Linked DNA regions of Oryctolagus cuniculus: region 2 is linked to region 1. Evidence: chromatin contacts called from public Micro-C data. All regions are on one chromosome and are shown on one strand. Each heading gives the region's core, a stretch centred on a gene start, on an enhancer-like site or on the middle of the called end of the contact. The rest is flanking DNA. Distances are from core to core; before and after follow the strand shown.

Region 1 (6,280 bases), core at 2,116-4,615:
CCATCCCTACTTCTCTGAGTCAAGGAGCACCACTGTCTCCCCTGAACCCGTGCTTGATCTCCATACCAGATATTGCTGTGATCCCCCCCCCCCCCCAGCGCCTCTCCCCAAAAGGTGAGCTGCCATTTTAGGAAATCGGACCAGACACCGGCTTGGGGCTTTCAAACAACCTCAAACCCATCTCTTCCTGTGCAGGGGTGCAAATCTCTGAAGCTAACTCCCACCCCTAGTCTGCATGGAAAAATGTACTGTGATCTCCCTGCCCCCAACTGCCCTCGCCTTTGGTGTGAGATGTTTCCTAGTTCCTGAGTCCCTCTGCCCCTCTGCCAGCCAACCCCCAACCAGCAATAAGGGTCCAAGCCAGGGCCTCCTGTCCACACTCCCTGCGTCCATCCCACACTGCCCATTGGGGATACCTGGATTCCCCACTCTATCCACACACTGTAGCATTCATTCTCCATCTCTCTCACCTCACCTGTGGTGGTTTATGGGTGCGATGGGGTTTTTAAGATTATTACAAACCAGTAAAAAGAAAAAACTCACCTTTTGACCTTGTCCTATTCGTTTCATGTGAATGTTTGGAGTAATTTTTCTTCTAACAATTTCTGTCACGTCTCATCCTCATTTCTCTAAGGGGCCCCTGTAACCATCCTAGTCAAGAGCCCTTCCCAGTCCACTGTCCCAGGCTAGGTTCTGTGTTGGGTACAGGCACAGGGCTCCAGTTCGGTCAGTGCCTGGGGGAGCCCCGCTGTGCTGCCTGGAGCTCACAGTGGAACTGATGGGTAAGTATGGTTTGCTGCCTCTCCTGGTCCTGCCACTTGGACTCAGTGCCTCACTGAGAAATGAGGACCCAGTTTGCTAATGAGCCGACTACAACCACAGGCCTCCCCCTTTTTCCACCTCCAGTGCTTTGGAATCCTGAGTGCCTCTGACAGATGTGCAGTATTTCATATGCAACATGAAAACTCATTTTCTCATGCATTCCCCTCTTTTGTCAGCAAGGGGGGAACCCCCAAGAGCTCTCTTCTTCAGTTACCCTCCTCCTTGTCTGCTGATTGGGTTTGAGCTAAGATGTGGTGGGAGAGATTCCACAGAATCTGGGATTCAGGGAAGGTGGAATCTGGCCCTGGGTAGCAAGAGTCAGCAGGTGGCTTCCTGAGTGCTGATAGTTCACTCTTCTCTCCTCAGCATGCCCTCCGCTGCGGGGTGCCCATGTGTGAGAATGCTTTGCCACCTTTGTTCCTCATGCCACCCTGTGAAGGAAGCCACCTCCTGCCTATGTCAGATGAGGCCTGAGGTCAGCCTGGGGTCACAGCACTAGAGGGTAGAGGGGTGAGCCCAGCTTCCCCTCAAGTCAGATTCTTGGGCCGAAGTAGGTGCTTGATGAGTCCAGCTTACAGTTTGGTGCAGAAACTGCCCTGAGTTCTGCAAAGCAGAATGGAGGGCCAGGCCTGCCAGGTGGGCTGAGAATGGGGCTGACTAGAACTGCATTGCACACAACTTGAGGCGGCACCATGTGTTCTGTATGCACGTAGCCTGTAGGATCAGGGGAGTTTTATCCAGGCTGTCCAGCTCCATTGAGATGCTGGAAGGGTGGTTGCACCTGTTACTTGAAGGCATTTCTCCTGCTCTCTGTGGGGGCCCATGGTTTTCCCTACTAGTTTCTGGGCATCATTGTATGATGGGGACATTTCCATTCTCAGGTGGGCAGTCAGGGCCCTATGTCTTCCCCTAGAGCAAGGACCCTATGGTCCCAGGCTGGCTGGCTGATGGCCAGTCCTGTCACCTAATAATTCATCTCAGCCTTGATGTGGAAGGAAAGAACTACAGCCCTTGGACTTTGCTTCACTAGGGAAGTTCCCATACCCTGGGCCTCTTCTCAGGGCTAGCTGAGAGGAGTACAGCACTTTATGCTGACTGGTTCATTTAATCGTTACTGCAGTCTAGGTAGTGAGCAATATTCATTTTACCTGTGAGGGTTATTTGCCCCGTTGTAGCTAAGTAGCTTGCCAAAAGCAAGAGTAAAGACCCAGACCCAAATCTCTTGCCAAATAGAGGATGCTAGCCTCTAGGGATTGCTGGCATTTAAAACAGCCCAGACCCTGCCCAAAACCAGCAGAAGGATCACTGATAAGCCAGTTCAGTTCTTGGTTCTCAGCTGATTGATGTATGTACAGAAAGCAGAAGAGCTAGGGATGAAAAAGATGGAAAAATCCCAAGTAAGAGCATTGTAAAAAGGGGAAGGCAGGTACTTGGCCTAGTGATTAAGCCATCACCCTTCCCATACTGAGTGCCTGGGTTCAAGTCTTGACTCTGCTTCCCATTCCAGTTTCCTACTAATGTGCACTCCAGGTAACAGCACAAATACTTGGGTCCCTATCATTCACATGGGACCCCCGGATGGAGTTACTCCCTCCTGGCTTCAGCCTGGCCCAGCCCTGGGTGTTGCGAGCATTTGGGGAGTGAACCTACAAGTGGGAGCTGTGTGTCTCAGATAAAAATGTAAACACTTTGTGGAAAAGCAGAATTAAGAAATGATTATTTTGGTGCAAAATTTAATGCATGTGGTGTCTTCAAAGAGTCCATGGGACATGCCTGTTTCGAAAAAATTGGACTCCAAAATATTCCGCACCAAAATACACATTTCCCCAGGGCTTTGGAGTTCCTTAAGCACTTTTAACTCTGCCAGGAACATGCATGATTTCATTAACTTCAGTACAGCCCATTAAGATTGGCCCTTTTATTATGGTGATAAAAGGTATTTCACTCAACTATTGTATTAGATGAAGTACTGCACACAAAGGGCTTAGCAGTGTATCTTCCCAAGAAACTACAACAAGTGGTAGCTATTACCATTAGACCGAAACCTGCCAAGGCAAAGGTGGTAGTCTGGACGAGTCTGGGTTCAGGACCTGTACCCCCTTCATCTCGCCACCAGAGGGCAGCAGCAGGCGGCTGTAGTTCCCTCGGCATCCACGAGAGGGCGGTTCCCGCCGGCAAATGATCCTGAGGGCTGGCAGCACCAGCTTTTCTCTGATCCTTTGCCTTCCGGGCCCTAACCAACCCAGATGAGTCAGGCTGGAACGAAGTTAATAAATACAATCCAAGATTTATTAAAAATCAGGGCTCCCCTGCTGTGCCCTCCTGGTACTAAGGAAATAAATAACCAGAAGGGGCACAGCCAGGGAGGAGAAATCTGATCTCAAGACAGATTGTTTTAACAGCCCCCCCTCCCCTTCCCAACTCCCACCTCCCCCCTATGGCTCTTGGGATATAGCACCTGAGCAGGCACCCCAGTCCAGATAGTGTGGCTGGCACCAAGGCGTGTCTGCCCTGCCCAGGAGAGGAGACAGGCCCTTGGATCACATTTCCAGCCCTTAATGATCCAAGACCTGCTCCGCCCAGGGCCCAGGGCTGAAGCACCAATTGGAGGCACCTGAGGGTGGTGGCGGGGAGACTGGGTAACAGAACCTAGGCAGCAGAAGCAGCTGAAAGAGGGTCCGGCCCCCTCTCCAGAGTCAGCCAACGTCTGGCTGAGGTGACCGCCCATCCCCCTCTCCCCTAGAGCCCCTGCTGGCTCTGCGCTCAGCTGAGGATCTTCCTGGGAAGTTCAACAGAGGCACGGATGAAGACGGCATCATCTCGCACATAGTTCCGCTTTCGGATATCCTGGTGGGAGATGAATTTGGGGTACCCAAAGCCCAGAGAGCTCTCATCCAGAGAGCCACGCCATGTGCCTGGCTTTTGGAAGTTCTTCCAGTTTGGGTCAGGGTGGAAGGTCTCAGTGACGTGCTGTGGCTTAGCCAGCCCAGGGTCGCTCTGATCCAGCAGGGAGAAGGTGACACGGCGGGCAAAGGGCCACTCAAGGAGATTGTCAAAGGCACCCGGCAGTACGCGGATGTAGAGGGAGAGATGTGTGCCCTCACCACTGCCGTTGCCATTGAGGAACGCAGACACCTGCAGCTTGTAGCCGTACTTATGGGTGTAGAAGGCTGGGCTGAAGCACTCAAGGTTCGGCTTGGCCTTGGCCTCCTGCAGCCGCCGCCCATAGCTGCCAATCTTCCAGATGAGCACACCGTCGCTGCCCACAGACAGCTCCTCAAGCTCTCGCCGCAGCTCCTGCAGCTCCTGCCGTTGCCGGCTCACCAGGGCACACATCATGGCCAGATGTGGCTTCACACTCTCCTCCACGTGTCGCGCCATCGCCAGCTTAGGGCACTGTTGGCAAAGCCCCAGGCCGTGGAAGAAGGGAAGAGAGTTATCAATAGGGGAAGGCCCAGAGAGAGGTAGGTGTGCACCCAGGGCGACAGGCAGCTGGCTGTCGGTGAGGAAGACAGGGTGCCAGGAAGCTCAGCCTCCCTCTAGGGGCTGCCGGGTCAAAGCGGGGCTGGATGGGAGGGAGAAGGGGCACCTCACCCTGTGCTTGCAGCCGGAGTCTTTGAACGGGCACAGCACCAAGGCGGTGCTGCAGCTGTCCTTCAGATGGCCTGGCAGGTCCTCCCGGGCCACGGTGCCCACACCACACTGGTTGGGGCAGGGCACAGGCAGCCGTGGGCACTGGTATTGGTGGCTCTGGGGCCGGAAGCAGAGGCGCAGCGGTCAACAGCCTGACTCCCCATCTCCTGCCCCACAGCCCGCAGCCCACAGCTCAGGAAGGCCCTCACCTGGATGGTATCAAAGACAAACTCCTTGGTGCAGTAGGTGCAAGGCTGGGTGCGCTTGGGGCACTCAGAGGTGGCATGCTGGGCCAGCAGCCGCCGCATCATGCGGGAGCCGCACTTGTTCTCACAGTATACGCTCTCTTGGGGGCACATGCCCTCGTGGCTCTGGAAATGCCACAGGGAGGGGCTGAGTTCAGGGCTGCCTGGGCCCACCTATCCCCCCTCTCCCCCAGGCCCCACCTACCTCATAGGCCTCTCCACTGAAGTCGCAGCCACAAAACTCGCACTTGAGGCGCCGCTTGGGGCAGTCGTGCTGCAAGTGCGCAGGCAGATCGCGGCGGCTCAGCTTGGCGGGGCAGCGATTGGGGCAGGCAACTACATTGAAGCTGCAGGTATTCAGGTGGCCCTGAGCAAAGGGCTGCAGTTAGTGCCTGCTCAGGGGAGGGGTGGTCCTAGCCCCTTCACCAGAGCCTCACCTGTAGGTGGCGCAGTGGCCCACTCCAGCGGCAGCCCTCCTCACTGTGGATGCAGCGGATCGGCAGGCCCAACACCTGGACTTCCAGCTCTGGGTCTGGGTAGATCTGGGGGAACTGGCCAGCATCAGAGTCCGCTGCTGTCCACAACTCCCTCCACAGCCCCCGTTTGGCTGTCTCGAGTCTATTTGCCACTCGGAACGCAGGGATGAAGCACACAGCAGGTGGTACGTGCAGTGGTGCTGGATCCCCGCATCACCAGTGTGACCCTGGAGAGGCGGCCCCCCCACCCCCACGTCTCTCACAATCCTCTATTTGCTTCCTCTTGGTAGAGAGATCCTGGCCCTCAGCCACAGGTCTGGCTTGCCACAGGAAGGGGAGGGGGCACTTCTTGTGGGCACAGAACAGCTCTATGCACCCCCACAGGCTGGGCACCATGCCTGCCCTCCAGGGCCAACATGGGCCTTCGTCTGCAAACTGGCCTGGTAGGAGGGAACAGGCTACCTTTGTGGGGGCTCCCGATCCCCAGGCTCTGGGTTGACATTGGCCCAGAGCCTGCTGGCTGCCAGCCTCCAGCCTCCACCAAGGGCAACAGCCTGTACCTGGCATCTGCCTAGCAGTGTGGACTCACCTTGGCATAGTCTAGAGGAAGTTGGTCCTCAGGGCATTTGAAGACTCCTTCACTGGAAGGGGGAGAGTGCAAGGTCAAGGCTCTTGGTCTTAAGAAGGGAGAGCCCTGGGCCCCACGCCGGAGACCAAGGCAGCCTCCCTCCCTCGCCAGACTGCTTCCCAGCTAGCCCCAGCTTAGACAAAAAGGCAAGGAGAGACCCCAGGACCCCAGCCCCTGTCCTGGGAAGGGGGGATTCTGGGGCCAGTGGAGGCAGAGACAGCTGCCTCAGACAGCATTTGCTCAACAGGTGGCAGCTGGCACCCCCTCCCCCAGGATGGCAGCTGGACTGGAAAAGGCACGGGCTGCCCAGCTACCCCTCCTCCTAGGGGTGTTCCCATTGGCTTGTGCTGCAAGCTGATGGGAGGGTGAACAGGATAGGCTGAGACTAAGTGCCAGGACCGCCCAGCACCCATGAAGCTCCTGGGCTAAGAACCAGGGCAAAGGTCAACTTGGGGCCACCTTACCACCTCTCCCCT
Region 2 (6,614 bases), core at 2,854-5,353, 140 kb before region 1:
GGCCACGTCGGGACACCTGGGGCAAAGCGGCTGCGGGAACCTGATTCCTGAGACGCGAGTGGGCCCGGCTTGGGTTCTTTAAACCCAAAGGAAGGGGTGCGGAGTGCCACACGAGGAAGGGGCACCAAGGCCAAGCTGAGGAGGGGGCCTTCTGCAGGAAATGACTGCAGGTCTAGTGTTGAAGGCTCAGCAAGAGTTGGGCGAATGAAAAGAGGAGGGAACAGTGTATGCAGGGGCCCAGAGGCAACACAGCTGGTCTGATGGGAGAAGCTGGGGGTTGGGAGGCTTAATGAGTCTGGAGCAGGAAGTATGAGGAAAAGAGGCAGAATGAGGGGACTGGAAGCGTTTGGGCTTCAAAGTCGGGCAGCCAGACCAGTGAGAGGTCCCTGGCACGTGGGGACTCTGCGAATGGCCTCTTGGAATGAACCCCTTGGTAGCTGTGTGGTGCCTGGACTGGAGGGACAGGAGTGGGTGAGAGGAGACCAGGGAGAACCTGCTGTAGGTTCAGGGTGAGTGACAACGCGGGGAGGGGATAATAACAATAGAGGTGCTTCCACAGTACAGAATGTACCTTACACAGATCAGCTTTTTTAATCCCCTCTACTCTGAAATGCTATTATTATTATTCCCATTTTACAGTGAGAGAACTGAGGCCCAGAGGGATTACATTTCTTGCTCCAGGTCCCAATCTAGGAGGCAAAGGCGGGAGCTAAGTCCACACACTTTTCCTCTCCAACCATGCATAGGGGCGGGGCGGATCTGAGTAGCATTCGGTGCCTGGGAAGAGGGAAGAGGAGGGAATTGCCTGGTGACAATCCCAGCCCTTGCTGCTCCACAGGAGAGTGGGAACAACGAGGTCATCTTCATGGCCTTGGACCTGGCCAGCCTGGCCTCAGTGCGGGCCTTTGCCACTGCCTTCCTGAGCTCCGAGCCACGGTTGGACATCCTCATCCACAATGCCGGTGAGGGGCAGCCGTCCCTGCGGGGCGCGGGGGGCGGCCAAGGGCACCTGCCTCCTCTCGCCAGTCCTCTCCGGGGACGAGCGGACACGTGGGAAGGATGCCCCTATTCCCATCTCACAGATGGGGATGCTGAGGTCCCAGGGCTCCTTCCGGAGCAGCTAACGCCGGGCCTCCCTCGCAGGGATCAGCTCCTGTGGCCGGACTCGAGAAGCCTTCAACCTGCTGCTTCGGGTGAACCACATCGGCCCCTTCCTGCTGACACACTTGCTGCTGCCTCTTCTGAAGAAATGCTCCCCCAGCCGCGTGGTGGTGGTGTCCTCCGCTGCCCACCGCCGTGGGCGCCTCGACTTCACACGCCTGGACCGCCCAGTGGTGGGCTGGCGGCAGGAGCTGCGGGCCTATGCCGACAGTAAGCTGGCCAATGTACTGTTTGCCCGGGAGCTCGCCACCCAGCTTGAGGGCACTGGTGTCACCTGCTATGCGGCTCACCCAGGTGAGGCCTGGCCGTTTGGCTGTTCCTGACTCCCCCTCTCCCAGCCTTGCTCCTTCCTGTGCTCCCAGAGCACGAAAGGCCACGTGCAGGGAGAGAGCTGTGCCTTGATGGTCTTGGGATCAGGCTCCCTTTGTCTGGGTTCTTCCGCTCACACCACAGCTTGGCTCTAGAACATGGGTGGCTTCTGGCAAGATTACGACCCGGGTTCTAACCTTGAGGGACCCTCTATGCTGACTGAACTAGAATATGATGACGAGGACGACGATGATAATAGCTATCTATGGTAATGATCCATTCACTCATTTACTGAGCACCTGCTAAGTCTCAGGCATTATCCACAGTGCTGGGGGTAGAGCAGTGAACAAAACAAAGACCCTGCCCTCATGGAGTTTGCATTCCAGTTTGGGGTGGGGGTTAGAGACTGCCGCTTTGTATGTAATAAAATGACAGGTGCTAGGGCCGGTGCTGTGGCTCACTTGGCTAATCCTCCACCTGTGGTGCCAGCACACTGGGTTCTAGTCCCGGTTGGGGTGCCGGATTCTGTCCCGGCTGCTCCTCTTCCAGTCCAGCTCTCAGATGTAGCCCGGGAAGACAGTGGAGGATGGCCCAAGTCCTGGAGCCCTGCACCCACATGGGAGACCAGGAAGAAGCACCTGGCTTCTGGCTTTGGATCGGCGCAGCGCGCCAGCCGTAGCAGCCATTTTGGGGGTGAACCAACAGAAAAAGGAAGACCTTTCTCTCTGTCTCTCTCTCTCTAACTCTGCCTGTCCAAAAAAAAAAAAAAAAAAAAGGTGCTGATAAAGTACTGTTGGGTAAGATAAAACAGGGTAAGAGGAATAAGAAACGCAGGTAGTGCTGTTTCAGCGCTGGCAGTTGAGGAAGACATAGTAGAAAATGTGACATTTGAACCGATGCCTGAAGGACAGGAGGAGTGAGCCATGCATCTTTCTGGCGAGAAGCCCAAATAGAGAACAAATTGTAAGAGGAAAGGCCCTGGGGCAGAAGTTCCAGGTGTGCTTAGGGGAGGCTTGTGTGGCTGGGGAGAGAAGGGAGAGTAGCAAGAGATGGTGTTGCCGGGATGGACTGGTCATGTGGGGTCTGGTCTGGAGGCCCACTGCAAGCAAGCACTGTGGCTTTTACTCTTGGTGAATAGACTCATCTTTGCCTTTAGGAGATACATTACACCAGGATAAGAGCTGCCCTATCCACAGTGGCATCCTGCATTTTAGGAAGTCACTGCCTAAGGCTCATTAGTAATAATAACCAGGACAATAACAACAATGACATTAGGCCTTAATACAGCTCCACATCCCTAATGTTCAAAACAGTGGCTGGTACACCACAGGTGCGTAATAAATGCTGCCTAAACAAAGGAACAGGGCTCAAGCTAAAAGAAAAGATGGAAAGAGACAGAGTTGTTTCAGGCGCAACCTGGGGGATTCGGCTGTACCAGCAGCTTTGCCGGCGGGAGGGGGTTTCCCATAGGAAATGAGTGGTTGCCTTGTGGAGGCCCTGAGTGCCCGGGAGACACCACCCTGAACAGGATTCTGTCCCCACTCCCCTTCAAGCTTGCTTCCACTGTACCCAGTGCCCTCAGTCCTCACCCTCCCCAACTCCTTTCTTTCTTCCTGCCCACAGGACCTGTGAACTCAGACCTGTTCCTGCGCCACCTTCCTGGATGGCTGCGCCCACTTGTGCGTCCCCTGGCTTGGCTGGTGCTCCGAGCACCAAAAGGGGGTGCTCAGACACCCCTGTACTGTGCTCTGCAGGAGGGCATCGAACCCCTGAGTGGGAGATACTTTGCCAACTGCCGTGTGGAGGAGGTCCCCCCGGCGGCCCGAGATGACCGGGCAGCCCACCGGCTGTGGGAGGCCAGCAAGAGGCTGGCAGGGCTTGGGTCTGGGGACGAGGATGACGACGAACCTCACGAAGACCCCCAGCCTGAGGAGCCCACCGTTTCCGAACCCTCCCCCAGCCCTCAGAGCTCACCAGACTGGTCTAAGGTGACACGGCGAATTCAGGTTAAAGCTGGGCCTCAGTCCCCGGTCTCCTAACCTCCAGGCTGGGATGCTTTTTCCATGGCCCTTGGTGGCCCTTGCACACCTCCTGCTGTGAGCCACCACGGACCCTGGGGCACTGTTTGCCGCCATGGTTACTTCCTGGGGCCTCCGGGTGTGTTCTTTCCCTGGTGGAAGGAAGTAAAGGGTGATATTTCTTCCTGAGAGGGACCGTCCCCCCAGATTGAGCGGGGGCGGGGCGGGGGGGTGGGGGGACATGTCAGACCCTGTTTCTCAGGAATCTGAATTGCAGCTTGCAAGGCCCCACCCTCTGAGATTGTGCTCAGCGCTGGAGCAGGGCCAGGGACTCTGCGACGGGAGGCACTGCCGACACTGGGAGTGACGGAGCCCTCTGCAGCCATCCAGCCAGGCGGCTCAACCACCCCCACTTCACCGAGGCGGGATTGGGCTCTAGAGGGAAGGACTCGCCCCAGGTCTCACAGCTGCTGAGTGCAGGCGCCGGGCTTTGGACCCGGGGCTCCGACGCCAGGGCCGCTTGCCCGCAGGGCGGTTGTTCCCGAGGCGCCTGTGGGAGTGGGGGCGACCCCGCGCGGCTCCCGAGCCCCGAGCAATAAAGCGTGTCGGCCGCGGCGCTCGCGCGCGTCCCTGCCTCTCTCGCCCGGCCGGCCCCGCCCTCCGCCGCCACACTTCCGGCGGGGCTGCGACCACGGAGGGGCGCGGGCGGGCGGCGCTGGGGGTGGCGGCGTAGGCTGGGCGCGGCCGGCGCTGCGGACCGGGTGCTGCCGTCCGCGTCTGTGCGGGCCCAGGGCCCTCCGACCCGCCGGCGCCATGGGCAACTGCCACACAGTGGGGCCCAACGAGGCGCTGGTGGTCTCAGGTGAGGGGCGGCGGGGTCCGTGGGGAGGGGACGGGAAGGGTTGGGCCCTCAGAGGGCGGGGGCCCCGCCGGCTGGGCTCGAGCCTGTGGCGCTGCGCAGGGCGCCGGCACCTGAGACCCTTCCAGAAGGGAGCCTCCCCCATTTTCCTCGGAGGCTCGCCGGCGGCTCTCCCTGCCGCTGCGTGTTTTTTGTTGGTTGTTTTTTTTTTTTCCTCCGCTCCTCTCTCCGCCTCCTCCCCGTCTCGTCCTCCCTACCGCCACACCGTGGGCTTGGGAGTCCCCTGGGAGCCGTGGGGGTCGGGGAGGAGGCTAAGCAGTGGTGCCCGGAACGGGTTAGTTTGGCTAAATTCCAACGCCGGGGGCTGGGACTGGGGCTGGGTCGCGCAGCTCCGATGGGCAGGTGCCTGTGTGGGGAGACGTCTGAGACGTGGGCCGTTTTCTCTGGGTACTGTCAGACCCGTTAATTCTGAGCAAGCTGGGGCTTGCCGGGCTTCCATTCCGCCCTGGAGACGCGGGTGGGGCCTCTACAGGTTGGGAAACCCGGCCCTGCGCTCTGCCGCTCCGATTGCAAAACGCTGCAAGCTCTAGAATTTGTGTCTTGGCGGCGCTTGGAGCCTGTGTTGGGGTGAGGCGGCGAGGGTGTTTCTCGCCCCAAGCCCCGCTGTTAGATTGTGTATTTGGGATGTCTTGGGAGGTGGCTGAATCCTTTCCAGCTGCCAGATTGTGCAGCTCCTGGGTTCTGGGGCAAAGGGCTGTGTTGCCAAGTGCTTGGAAGCCTGCAGCTGTAGGAATTCCTCATGGATTAGGAGGAATACCCACTCTGCTGATTACAGCTGTGTACAGCTGGTTAGGGCTGGCTACTGAAGCGGGTAGAAGGGATTAAGATCCCTGAGCCAGGCCTTACAACTGTATACCCTTGGAGAGATGTGATAAGTCCATTGGGAGCTTTTGCCCCAAAACTTGGCCTCAGACTCAACTTGGATTAAAAATTCCATCTCTGGGGGCCAGTGCTGTGGCACAACAGGCTATCCCATTTCGCAGTGGGCATTCCTAGTCCCAGCTGCTGTGCTTCTGATCCAGCTCCCTGCTAATGGCCTGGGAAAGCAGTGGAAGATGGCCCAAGTACTTGGACCCCTGCCACCTGTGTGGAAGACCCAGGTGAAGATCCAGGCTCCTGGCTTTGGCCTGGCCCAGCCTTAGCTCTTGCAGGCATTCAGGGAATGAGCCAGTGGATGGAAGATTCTCTCTCTCTCCCCCTTTTTTGCTTTTCAAATAAATAAATCTTCAGAAAAAGAAATTAAGTCTTTCTACTGGATGATCCCCTCCAACCCTGACCAGCACCATTCCCTGTGAGGGAAACAGGAGACCCTACCCCCTGGGGACCAAGACCAACTGCCTTGGGGTCAGGAGGGAGGGTCCCAGAAAACACTGAGGCTGTTTCCCAGCCCTCAGCCCCAAGAGAAAGCTTTTACAACCTGAATCTAGGAGCCGGTGCTTGGCATCCCGTGTAGGTGCTGGTTCAAGTCCCAGCTGGTTCACTTCCAATCCAGCTCTGCTATGGGAAAAGCAGCAAAAGATGGCTCAAGTCCTTGGATCCTTGTACCCATGTGGGAGACCTGGAAGAAGGTTCTAGCTCCTGGCTCCTGTGTTCGGATCGGCACGGCTCTGGCTGCTGCGGCCATCTGTGGAGTAAACCAGAGGATGGAGGACCTCTCTGTAACTGTCTTTCAAATAAATAAATACATCTTTTTTAAAAAATGAATCTGCCCAATACTTTTGCCTTTTAAATATTTTAAAAATTTATTTAATGTATTTGAAAGGCAGAGAGACAGAGATCTTCTGTTGATTCACTCCACAAGTGATCACAAAAGCTGGGGCCATGGGAGGCCCAAGCCAGCAGTTGGGAACTCAGTCCAGATCTCCTGCATGGGTGGCAGGAACCTAAGTACTTGAGCTGCCTCACTGCTGCTTCCCAGGGCAGAAGGCTGGGGTCCGAGCTCAGAGTTAGGCACGCCGATTAGGGGCTGCAGCAGCCCGGGACTGCAGTATGGTAACCACTGTGCCAGCTTCCTGCCACAGTGCTTTGTTTTCCTTGCAGAGTTTTCTTTCAGGAAGTCCAGACTCTGGACAGGGGACACGAAAGCTCCAGTTCTCACTCTGTGGAAGGTCTGGAGACTATAGGGGAAGAGGAGCCTCTGAGATGGGCCGCTCCGTGTTTTCGGGTTACTGGGAACCTTTTGCTTGAGCCAAGGTCAATGAAATGCT

What was found. Hi-C and Micro-C count contacts between places; a contact is called where the count stands out from the background.
Region 2: a contact with region 1 is called in a Micro-C map of ear pinna, with 2.9 times the contacts expected there. The contact joins the promoter of FLOT2 here to the enhancer-like site in region 1. A contact is called at or near these places in 4 of 6 Hi-C or Micro-C datasets (ear pinna, embryonic fibroblasts, liver and 1 more).

Annotation. Positions count from the first base shown.
Region 1 is chr17:44,237,561-44,243,840 of mOryCun1.1, reverse strand. It overlaps TRAF4 (TNF receptor associated factor 4), which reads right to left. Exons shown (of 7, transcript XM_002718919.5): 2 at 5,766-5,817; 3 at 5,138-5,242; 4 at 4,906-5,067; 5 at 4,665-4,826; 6 at 4,417-4,572; 7 at 3,090-4,218. The coding sequence ends at 3,586. Among named protein-coding and RNA genes, the nearest start is that of TRAF4, 6.0 kb to the right of the region's middle. Within about 2 kb of position 3,365, at least 2 of the 8 cell types and tissues checked have an H3K27ac peak or open chromatin away from gene starts, as enhancers often do. A contact at or near this core is called in ear pinna, where this site is marked.
Region 2 is chr17:44,377,233-44,383,846 of mOryCun1.1, reverse strand. It overlaps FLOT2 (flotillin 2), which reads left to right and starts at 4,103. Exons shown (of 11, transcript XM_002718917.5): 1 at 4,103-4,350. The coding sequence starts at 4,302. It overlaps DHRS13 (dehydrogenase/reductase 13), which reads left to right. Exons shown (of 5, transcript XM_051825400.2): 3 at 839-962; 4 at 1,144-1,455; 5 at 3,094-4,103. The coding sequence ends at 3,509. It overlaps LOC103351495 (a long non-coding RNA gene), which reads right to left and starts at 4,091. Exons shown (of 3, transcript XR_011383613.1): 1 at 3,954-4,091; 2 at 3,445-3,640.